2 separate regions of the Zea mays genome follow, and region 2 is linked to region 1. A link is a contact called in public Hi-C data. All regions are on one chromosome and are shown on one strand. Each heading gives the region's core, a stretch centred on a gene start, on an enhancer-like site or on the middle of the called end of the contact. The rest is flanking DNA. Distances are from core to core; before and after follow the strand shown. Region 1 holds the start of LOC100273658 (beta tubulin1). Region 2 holds the start of LOC100281615.

What was found. A called contact is a pair of places that touch in the nucleus more often than the background predicts.
Region 2: a contact with region 1 is called in a Hi-C map of ear, with 2.5 times the contacts expected there. The contact joins the promoter of LOC100281615 here to the promoter of LOC100273658 in region 1. A contact is called at or near these places in 2 of 25 Hi-C or Micro-C datasets (ear and endosperm).

The regions. Positions count from the first base shown.
Region 1 is chr1:2,093,286-2,098,172 of Zm-B73-REFERENCE-NAM-5.0, forward strand. LOC100273658 (beta tubulin1) reads left to right here and starts at 2,256. Exons shown (of 2, transcript NM_001348079.1): 1 at 2,256-2,756; 2 at 2,846-4,074. The coding sequence starts at 2,363. The coding sequence ends at 3,792.
Region 2 is chr1:2,278,364-2,283,535 of Zm-B73-REFERENCE-NAM-5.0, forward strand. LOC100281615 reads right to left here and starts at 1,818. Exons shown (of 11, transcript NM_001411839.1): 1 at 1,638-1,818; 2 at 162-229; 3 at 1-75.

The sequences.
Region 1 (4,887 bases), core at 1,006-3,505:
CCCATCCCACGTATGTGTTGAATAAACACTGTTCCGCTATGTAATATATCTGGCAAATGACATGAATTAAAATATGCAGTTAATAGGATTCTGAAGATCCGTCATGAGATCCTAGGAGGACTCATATCTTTAAATTATAAATATGCAACATATAAATCTAGTACCGAATAATACATTCCCGACGAATGAACACTCTCCTATGTAGAGAGAATATCTCCTATTTGAGATTATAGTTCCTAGATGGAACCTTTCCAGAAGACATAAAGTCTGTGTTAAACACCAAAGTTTGATAATCCCTATAAAGGGATAAAGACCCATACAGACCCGAAAAGGAATAAGATGAGGTACCAAAGGACTTGAAGTTCACCGAATAAGCACATGTGCATTCCACGAGTTTTACTCATGGTATTTTCCACTTGATGTGGAATTACGGTATCCTCTAAAGCCCCGATGGCAGAAACCTATAAGGTTTAGGTGTTACTGGCAAAATATCCCCATTGTGCCAGAATGACAGACTATAACGATGTATCTAATCGATGAAAAATCACTAATGGATTACGATCTTTGATGGACTTTTGTTACACCATCATAGATGTTGCAATGGATGAACGCCTGGAGCGATGTGTCATATTTAGAATATGTACTATTGCAACTATATTATCCCCTAAAGTCCTATAGAAGGACATGCTACTTGCTTTGCACAACTATGTATAAATTATGGTGTAAGATAGAAAATGATAGCACCCCAACCTCATTCATTCTCGTTATTCTAGATGAACAATGGGACATATATCTTGAAGAATATACTTGAGTTATGAGGGGTAACGACTTTGACAGATGTCATCGTTAGGGGGAGCGAATGCTTATATTGATCACAATCGTGAGACAATAAATGTCATATTCTATGCCCTGAAGGCGTGAGCTTGATGATCAATATGTAAACCTTTATGGAACTTTCTATCAAATATATAGATCCAGTCGATCGAACACCATCAGTCAAAGTGGCTTATTTATATTGATACGTGCACTTACCTCGTATATCCTAGAAGTGAGTAGAGGTAAAGTTCCTGAAATAGACCTTGCAAGGATATGCAATCCGTTTGCTGAATCTTTATGTGCATATACTTCCAGAAGAATATGTTTTGCCTTATTGATACGATTTTGCAAGGATCAGGGGAGCACATTTCTAAAGTTAGCCCTTGTAGAAGATTCGATAGAATCTAGATCCCAACGGATCGAAATCTGTCACGATGACAGCTGTTGTACTCTTTTTCCTTTGGTGAGTTTTCTTCAAGTTTCTCACATGATGTTTTTAACGAGGCAACAAAGTGCAAATGCAATTTATATCACCATGCACTCTTTCTCCACATTTTCCCACTGGGTTTTTTGGAGTTTTAACGAGGCATGTGTTGGTCGCGGTATTCGCCCAAGGGGGAGTGTTAAGTAACCCTAGTTAGGGTTATGTGGGCAAATACCTGCTTTGCCCCTGAGGGGTCTCACATCTCTATATAAGGAACCTGTACACCCCCTCATATTACAGAGATCAGAAAAAGGCCAGAGGCCCAACCCTATATCCAGTGTCTCGTGTGTTTCCTCTGTCGTGTTTATGGGAAAGAAGACGGGTTATCTACAACTTCTCGCGCCTCTACTGCTGACGGGAGGGAAGGAAACGGATGTGGTGATCCGTGGTAACGTAGTTCTCAACAGTCCCGACCCCCTCCCTCCTCTTCAAGTCCATTCACTTCGCCCCTACGCACTCACCCGAGCTACGCGCGACAGTTCTTCAAACTCGCTGGAGCTCTTCCGTCGCCAAGCTTCCTGCGTTCGATTTCGCCCCCAGCAAGGCCTACGTAGAAGACACAAAAAAAAAATCAGTAAGAGCCGGTTGTGCGCTAGTGGGCCAGTACCACCAGGCCGGGCCATTGGGATTGTTTTTGGAGAAAACGAAAAGGTATCTCACGCAATAAGGCCCGGCCACTCAACAGTCCCTGGAAAATGGACGCTGCGAGCCCAGTCAGCCAGGTCCAGCCCAATCCATCTACACCGACCCGACCGTTAGAGGGGACCAGGCGTCCAGGCTCACTGTCCCAGGCACTCCGCCGTTCTCCACTCCAAAATTTCAAAATTCAAATTCGCTCTCCGCTCCTCCGTTGACGGGACGCCGTATTTTCCCCTCCCTCCCGTCGCGCACTTGCTTGCCTGCCGTTACTACTACTGGTAGTATAAAGCAAAGGCAAAGGCAAAGGCAAACCCCTCCCCACAAACCCTAACACTCCACCGACGCCCAGATCTGTTCCTTCTCTCTTCCACGCCGCCGCCGCCCTCGAATTTTCGAATCCTCAGCAACAATCGTCCTGCCGCCATGAGGGAGATCCTCCACATCCAGGGCGGCCAGTGCGGCAACCAGATCGGTGCCAAGTTCTGGGAGGTGGTGTGCGCGGAGCACGGCATCGACGCCACCGGCCGCTACGGCGGCGACTCCGACCTGCAGCTTGAGCGCGTCAACGTCTACTACAACGAGGCCTCGTGCGGCCGCTTCGTGCCCCGCGCCGTGCTCATGGACCTAGAGCCCGGCACCATGGACTCCGTGCGCTCCGGTCCCTACGGCCACATCTTCCGCCCCGACAACTTCGTCTTCGGTCAGTCCGGGGCCGGGAACAACTGGGCCAAGGGCCACTACACCGAGGGAGCCGAGCTCATCGACTCCGTGCTCGACGTGGTGCGAAAGGAGGCCGAGAACTGCGACTGCCTGCAAGGTTGGTTGGTTATTTGCTTGTCTCGTCTCGTCTTCCATTTCTGCAAGGTTGCTTGGTTTGCTGACTGGGATCTTATGCCCGCCTGTCAGGCTTCCAGGTCTGCCACTCTCTCGGCGGCGGCACCGGCTCCGGCATGGGCACGCTGCTCATCTCCAAGATCCGCGAGGAGTACCCCGACCGTATGATGCTCACCTTCTCCGTGTTCCCGTCGCCCAAGGTCTCCGACACCGTGGTGGAGCCCTACAACGCGACGCTGTCCGTCCACCAACTGGTGGAGAACGCCGACGAGTGCATGGTGCTCGACAACGAGGCGCTCTACGACATCTGCTTCCGCACGCTCAAGCTCACCACACCCAGCTTCGGCGACCTCAACCACCTCATCTCCGCCACCATGAGCGGCGTCACCTGCTGCCTCCGCTTCCCGGGGCAGCTCAACTCGGACCTCCGCAAGCTGGCCGTCAACCTGATCCCGTTCCCGCGCCTGCACTTCTTCATGGTGGGGTTCGCGCCGCTCACCTCCAGGGGCTCCCAGCAGTACCGCGCCCTGACGGTGCCGGAGCTTACCCAGCAGATGTGGGACGCCAAGAACATGATGTGCGCCGCGGACCCGCGCCACGGCCGGTACCTGACGGCGTCCGCCATGTTCCGCGGCAAGATGAGCACCAAGGAGGTGGACGAGCAGATGCTGAACGTGCAGAACAAGAACTCCTCCTACTTCGTGGAGTGGATCCCCAACAACGTCAAGTCGACGGTGTGCGACATCCCGCCCACGGGGCTGAAGATGGCGTCCACCTTCATCGGCAACTCCACCTCCATCCAGGAGATGTTCCGGCGCGTGAGCGAGCAGTTCACCGCCATGTTCCGCAGGAAGGCCTTCTTGCACTGGTACACGGGGGAGGGCATGGACGAGATGGAGTTCACCGAGGCCGAGAGCAACATGAACGACCTCGTGTCCGAGTACCAGCAGTACCAGGACGCCACCGCCGACGAGGAGGGCGAGTACGAGGACGAGGAGGAGGGAGATCTCCAGGACTAGAATAGGCTGCTTCACATTCAGTCACCGTCAGTCTATGAAAAACTAATCATTTGCTGCTTTTCGTCGTCGTCGTAGTAGTAGTAGGTCGGTAATCATCTGTCGTGGGTGTGTTTCGTTTCTATCATTAATCAGGATTAGTAGTAGCTGCTGCTGCTGCGGGCACAACACAAGGGGGGATAGGAACTGCAATACCCTGTTGCGCTTTGGTTGTTTCTTGGAACCGATGTTATGTTAAATTCTCAACGCTCAGTGTCTGAACACTATTTGCTCATGTTTCTGGAACTGCTGTTGTGTTAAATTCTCAACGCTCTTGTCTGTAGTTACAATTCAGCCTTGCTTGTTACTGTGAACCTCCTATTTGCTGTCATTGCAATGCACCTCCAGTTCAAAGTGCAGCGCAATCAGAGCATGCTACATCTGTTTGAGGTCTGACCATTCGTCCTCCTAAAATCTCACTATTCCTACTTTCTATTCATATTTTTTATTAAATACATCCCCTCAACTAATCTTCCCCTATTTCTCCTCTCCAATCATTTCTCTATTCAGCTCTCCCTTTACTTTTTAACCGAGCTATTTAATAGGAGTTAAAATACTAAGCAATACATAAATTATACTGAAAAAGAATTAATTTCAGGAGATTAGAACTTTCTCTGTACATGGGGTGGGATAATTCTCTCTGCGTGGAGAGGGTGCTCGAGGGGGCACCCCCTCCTTCCTCATTCGTACATAGAGGTGGGCGTTTGGGTTATCCGAAAATTTCGAGTCGGGTAATTCGGGTTTTTAAAATTTCGGGTTTTGAGAATCGATACCCGAAATTACAACGGGTTTTGCAATACCCGAAAATTCGGGTACCCGAAATTTCTGGTTCGGGTTCGCGTATTCCCGAACTATTGTGTCGGCTTCATAAAAACATATACACCCTATTAAATTAGTATAAAAATATAGTTTGAATAATGATATACATGGACATATAAAACACAAGCAATCTACAATCACAAGTTATGCACACATACACATATTTATAAATGTACAAATTAATAATTAAGCATGACATGAGTACATGACACATGAAAGTTCGGGTAATTCGGGTATTTC
Region 2 (5,172 bases), core at 568-3,067, 180 kb after region 1:
ACAATGAACTCCTTTCTATGTATAACAGCACCAGTTGATCCAATGTCCAACAAATGAAAGGATCAAAATTTTATCCTGTAGAAGAAATCAGGGTATGCCACAATTATCTCATTTGGCATCAGATCAATGAGTGGCGCCTATTTTTTGCAATCTAGACTCACGTAATAAATTTTGGCTTCAACGGCACAGTTCAGCTTCAAGGTAATTGGTTTACCAGGTTAACCTACAGCTGAGATGCATGAGTAAAAAATATCAGGTCAACAATAAAGCATGAATGACATCTTTAGAAAAAGCGTGGATAAATGAACAATCACAGTAAAACAAAAGGAGAGATCTGACATGAGAGCATAATATGTGAGGAAACTGAACACACAGAATAATCAATTTCAACTAAGGAGAGTTGCAAGTACTGATAATCACATGATGCACATGGAAAGGATACCAACCTTAAAAGTACAGGTACAAAAGAGAAGACACAGTGGGACGCATTCAGCTCGATGGAGCCAATTGCCAATTTGTCTTAGTCTTACACATTACTAACACAAATGTATAGGAAGGCCATTGTTAGTGAGTTCATTAGCATTCTTCGCACCTTACTACGACAGATTGTTGGGAATAGTCCCACATTGTTTGTTGTGGGTGGCCAAGCATGATTTATAAGTTTGAGGGTGCAATCCCTAATGGCCTAACTTTTTGGGGGAGTGTTGGTCCAACAGACCTAAAGCCCACTGTTGTGCGTTCGGGCGCGTGTGTTGTGACCCGAACGCATAGTAGTGGGTTTTAGGACCGTTGGGCCACCACTCCCTCCAAAAAGCTAGCCCATTAGGGGATTGCACCTTCAACCATAAAACCATGCTTGCCCACCGATACCACACAATGTGAGACTATTTCTAACAATCTTTCCCTCACACATTGTGAGCCGAGATTTGTCTGAGATACACTAGGCCAACCTGGCTTTGATACCAATTGTTGGAACCCGACCCACCAACACATGGTGTACCCGTTGAGTCACCCGCACACAAGGCACGCCAATCCAAGCCGTCGGGCCACGACACACACGTCCAAACGCATATAAGTGGGCTTTAGGTCTGTTTGACCAACACTCTCCAAAAAGCTAGCACATTAGAAGGTTGCACTCTCAACCATATAAATCATCCATGTACAGCCACAACACACAATGTGGTATTATTTACAACACACCGGAAACATGAACAGTGACCACCGAAACGGTACCCAGCAACCAAATACCACATGGCCTAACCTCGAAGTTGGTCTTGAGCCAGACAGCCTCCAGCCGTGGCTGATTCCAAGGCTCCCGAACCAAGGCGACTATCTGCTCCAGTAAAAGGCTCCCGAACCCAGACAGCCTCCAGCCGTGGCTGATTTCAACATTTCACGCACAGCGCAGGTGGAAACAGGAGAACGGCATGCAGGCGCGCGCAGGCAATCCCAAGCCCGAAATGGGGTGAAAGTTAAACCCAAATCAAAGGCCGAGGCCGCGGGCGCAAACCCTACCCGTATTACGCGTCCGGAAGCCCATTCGGGACGGTGAGGCAGGCCAGAAACCTAGCCCCGACTACTATCCGCCGCTCGGGAAACGCAGGCAGGACAGAAGGGGTAGCCGTCTGGGGACGTACCTCCGTTGTCAGCCGAGCGGGCGCGAATGGAATAGAGCCACGCGCTCCCGGAAGAGAGAGCGAGGGAGCAGAGCTGCGGCTTCTCCGTCGGCGTTGGAGCGAGAGTGGAGAGCCCCGGCGGGGAGGAAAGGCGTGGGTTTTTTTTTTTTTTGGTTGGTGGGCGTCCGCCAACGGTTTCTTTGGTTTTCAGCTGCTGTGGGGAGTAGTCCTTATCTATCGTCTCGCACTGCCGACTGCTGGACTGCTGCTGCCTCCAGTGGACCGGGCCGGCCCATTGTTTCCTACTACTTAGGCCAGGCATGACACATTCGACTTGATTATTGTTTATTATATATATAAACTAGGTAGGTGCCCGTGCGTTGCGACGGCATACAAAATATTAAATAAAATGGTAATGCACAACTAAATCAGTTCAAAAAGATATGTAATGCTCAGGATAGTGTTTGTAGATGTCAGAGAGCGGGCGGATGCTTCTGGATAGCGAAGCGTGGAGAACAAGCGAGCGGGTGGGGGCGCGACACACAAAAACCACGACTGGAACTATTAAAAGTAGTGCATTATAGTAGTAAAGATAGTAGATAAAATACCCCCACCCAGTTGTTAACATGTCGATCTAATAATTCAAAATACCACTTTTAAAGATGGGATAAATATATTAGTTCAGATTTTCAGATAACAAAACCACATTAAATTAGCCAAAGAGACTATATGGTTCTACACTTCTACATAAAATAAAATAAAATAAGAAAGAAAATTCTTGTTGAAAGAGAAGTGATAAAAATAATGGGAAATAAGAAGAGAAAGAAATACTCTACAGTAGGGTCTATCATATGAAGTTCGTGAAATAAAGTTCTAGCACAAAAAACAAGTTTGTTGAAATCAAGACAATATTTACAGTTATACAATACACATGCTGCTTTTGACTGAAAGGCGTGCTAATTAGCAGTCGAACTCATCAGCATAGACTAAATAAATGGTCTCAAGCTTTATGTTGCCTGAACAATGGAAAAGCACACACGCAAGCAATTCTAACATGCCCTAGTAGTTGACACAATATTCAAAGGAACTTGGTTATCACACGGCAGGAAGTCTGAAACGTTGTAGTTGCGACTGTAAGTAATGCTCGATTATTGTAGACCCTGCATGACGGATTACTCAAATAGTCAGTGTAGCGCTATATAGAGATTAGGGGGCCAAGCTAGCAGACCCCTATTCAACTTGGTGATTATTTTGTGGGAAGCTAATTCTTTCAGAAAATATTACTGTCCAAGGTTAGTGTGATTATAAAACTTACCCAACGGCAGTGGCGCCCCCATGAAACAACATTATAAATATACCACGATATCACACACACTGTTGAATCCATTATGTACTTGTGATTTATATGTCGGATACTCAAAATTTAAACCCAACATAAATTACTTGTTATCTTTGACAACGAAGTCCTAACCTAGCTATATGCATGCCTTGACAGCACACGACAAACTACAGAATGTTTGTTGACAGGAATCCCCACTCCCTAAATAGATGTTATCTTAATCAATAGAAAGCCTGGGAGATTGCTTGTCATCAATGCTCAATACACCTAGAACAAGATGCTACCATACCTGGCATCCAATATCTCCAAGCCCAAAATACGTTCACCATCGGTAAACACTGTAACTTGAATGCTCCTCTCTAGCCAGTTTTAGCACCTCAAGGATCTTTCCCCTGCACAACCAAATAAAAACACCATATGAACCTGAACAGGCAATGGCAAAAAAACAGAACTTACTTTTCCTTCAAACTGATATAAAGACACTGAGGGCGACTCAATATGGATCCATACTTTTGGCAGGCCTCACCAACGGCTCCTCAATGTTGTCAATGAGCAGCTTGTAGAAAAGCCTCTCGTTCCCTTCCTGTGATAGAGAAAAGTATAGCCCAAATGAACTCCTTCTATCAGCTATACTAATATACTATGCATAACAATGAAACTTAATGATCAGTTACCTGGAGATCCACGAGGGCCATGTAGCGCTGCAAAGGAAACTTGTAGTATCCTGTGGACAGGAGATGAGCAGACAAACAACAGGTTACAACGGCAATACCGTAATTGTCGAATATTAACATTGTAACACAGATCAACTATTTGTGAAGGATCAGTTGCTACCTCATCAAAACATTGTTCGGCCTTTTCTGCATACATCGAACAAGAGTGTGGCGTCTCCATGAACAGTGGAGCAACAAGAGGAAACAAATCATCCAGGGAAAACTCTTGAACAAGTTGTTCTTCTACCCCATTAAACTTCTGGAGATAACAGCTAAAGACAATCGGTTATCTATTATGTAATTCGTTCTATACAAGTAAACAAAAATACTAAGGAAAACTAAATCCACACCTCTGGTAAATTTTCAAACTTCTCCCTGAAGTGGCACATCACGGTTTATATTAGCTCCATGTCGTGCTCGCTTATGGCTGAAAGAAAGGCCAGTGCATCATTTTCATCTTCCTCAGAACCATAAACCATCTCACTGTTAGATGACTCCGCAGAGGTATTAACAAGTTGGCAGTCATCCATCAAGCAAAGATGAGGATCAATGCTACAGCAGCTAGCAAATAAACATGGGAATCAACAAACCATTTTATCTGGTCCTGCAGCTTTCACAAGAGGGATTATCTGGTGAATATCAGCAGCTTTTGTTGAAAAGATGAGCATCACTGATGCCATCGTATACAGACACCTTCTACGAGATGGCTGCAAATCACCTTTATTTACAGTGAAAAGGGTAAAAAACAAAATCAGCAGTAAACTTGGCTACAATAACCTTCTACGTTTTTTCAGCAAAATATGTCAGCTATGTATATCGGTATTGAACTGAAGCTAAAGTGGCCCTCCATTACAGATCCAACAAGAAACAGAGCTAGATGAGTTTGCTCGATGTTGAACACCTCATGGCATGCTCCAAGATCCTAAAATGGACTCCAAGGCAATGTCTGCATTTGCCAAATCAAATGAAGCTTCTAAAAGAGAATGCCAAACGCCTATCTCTCCAGTTTGACTGAAGCTTCTGAAACAAAAATGCGGCGAGCATACCTCGTCTTGTTTTGGATATATGTTGTAGAAACAAAACAAGCTGTGTGTGAGTCAAGTGAGTGAACAAGTAGACGCACCTCAGGCTTGTAGGCCTTGCAAAGCACGCCAAGGGAGTTGGCGAGCGCGAAGGCTGTCCGTGCTCGTCACGGGCGCCGCGGGCTTCGTGGGCGCGCACTGCTCGCTGGCGCTCCGCAAGCGCGGCGACGGCGTCGTCGGCATCGACAGCTTCAACTCCTACTACGACCCCTCGCTCAAGAAATAATGTTGGAAGAACTATATCCTTGTTAAGCACTCTACCAAGGAAAGACAAAGATGTTAAGCTACATCAAAGAGAAACAATTTAGAATATGGACTATCCTTCTATGTACCTGAACTATTTTGAAGATGTACAAAAATGAATTCCTCTTCATGAGAAGCCATTCTTTGGACCATGAGACCTTGAGAAGCTCCAAAGTAGA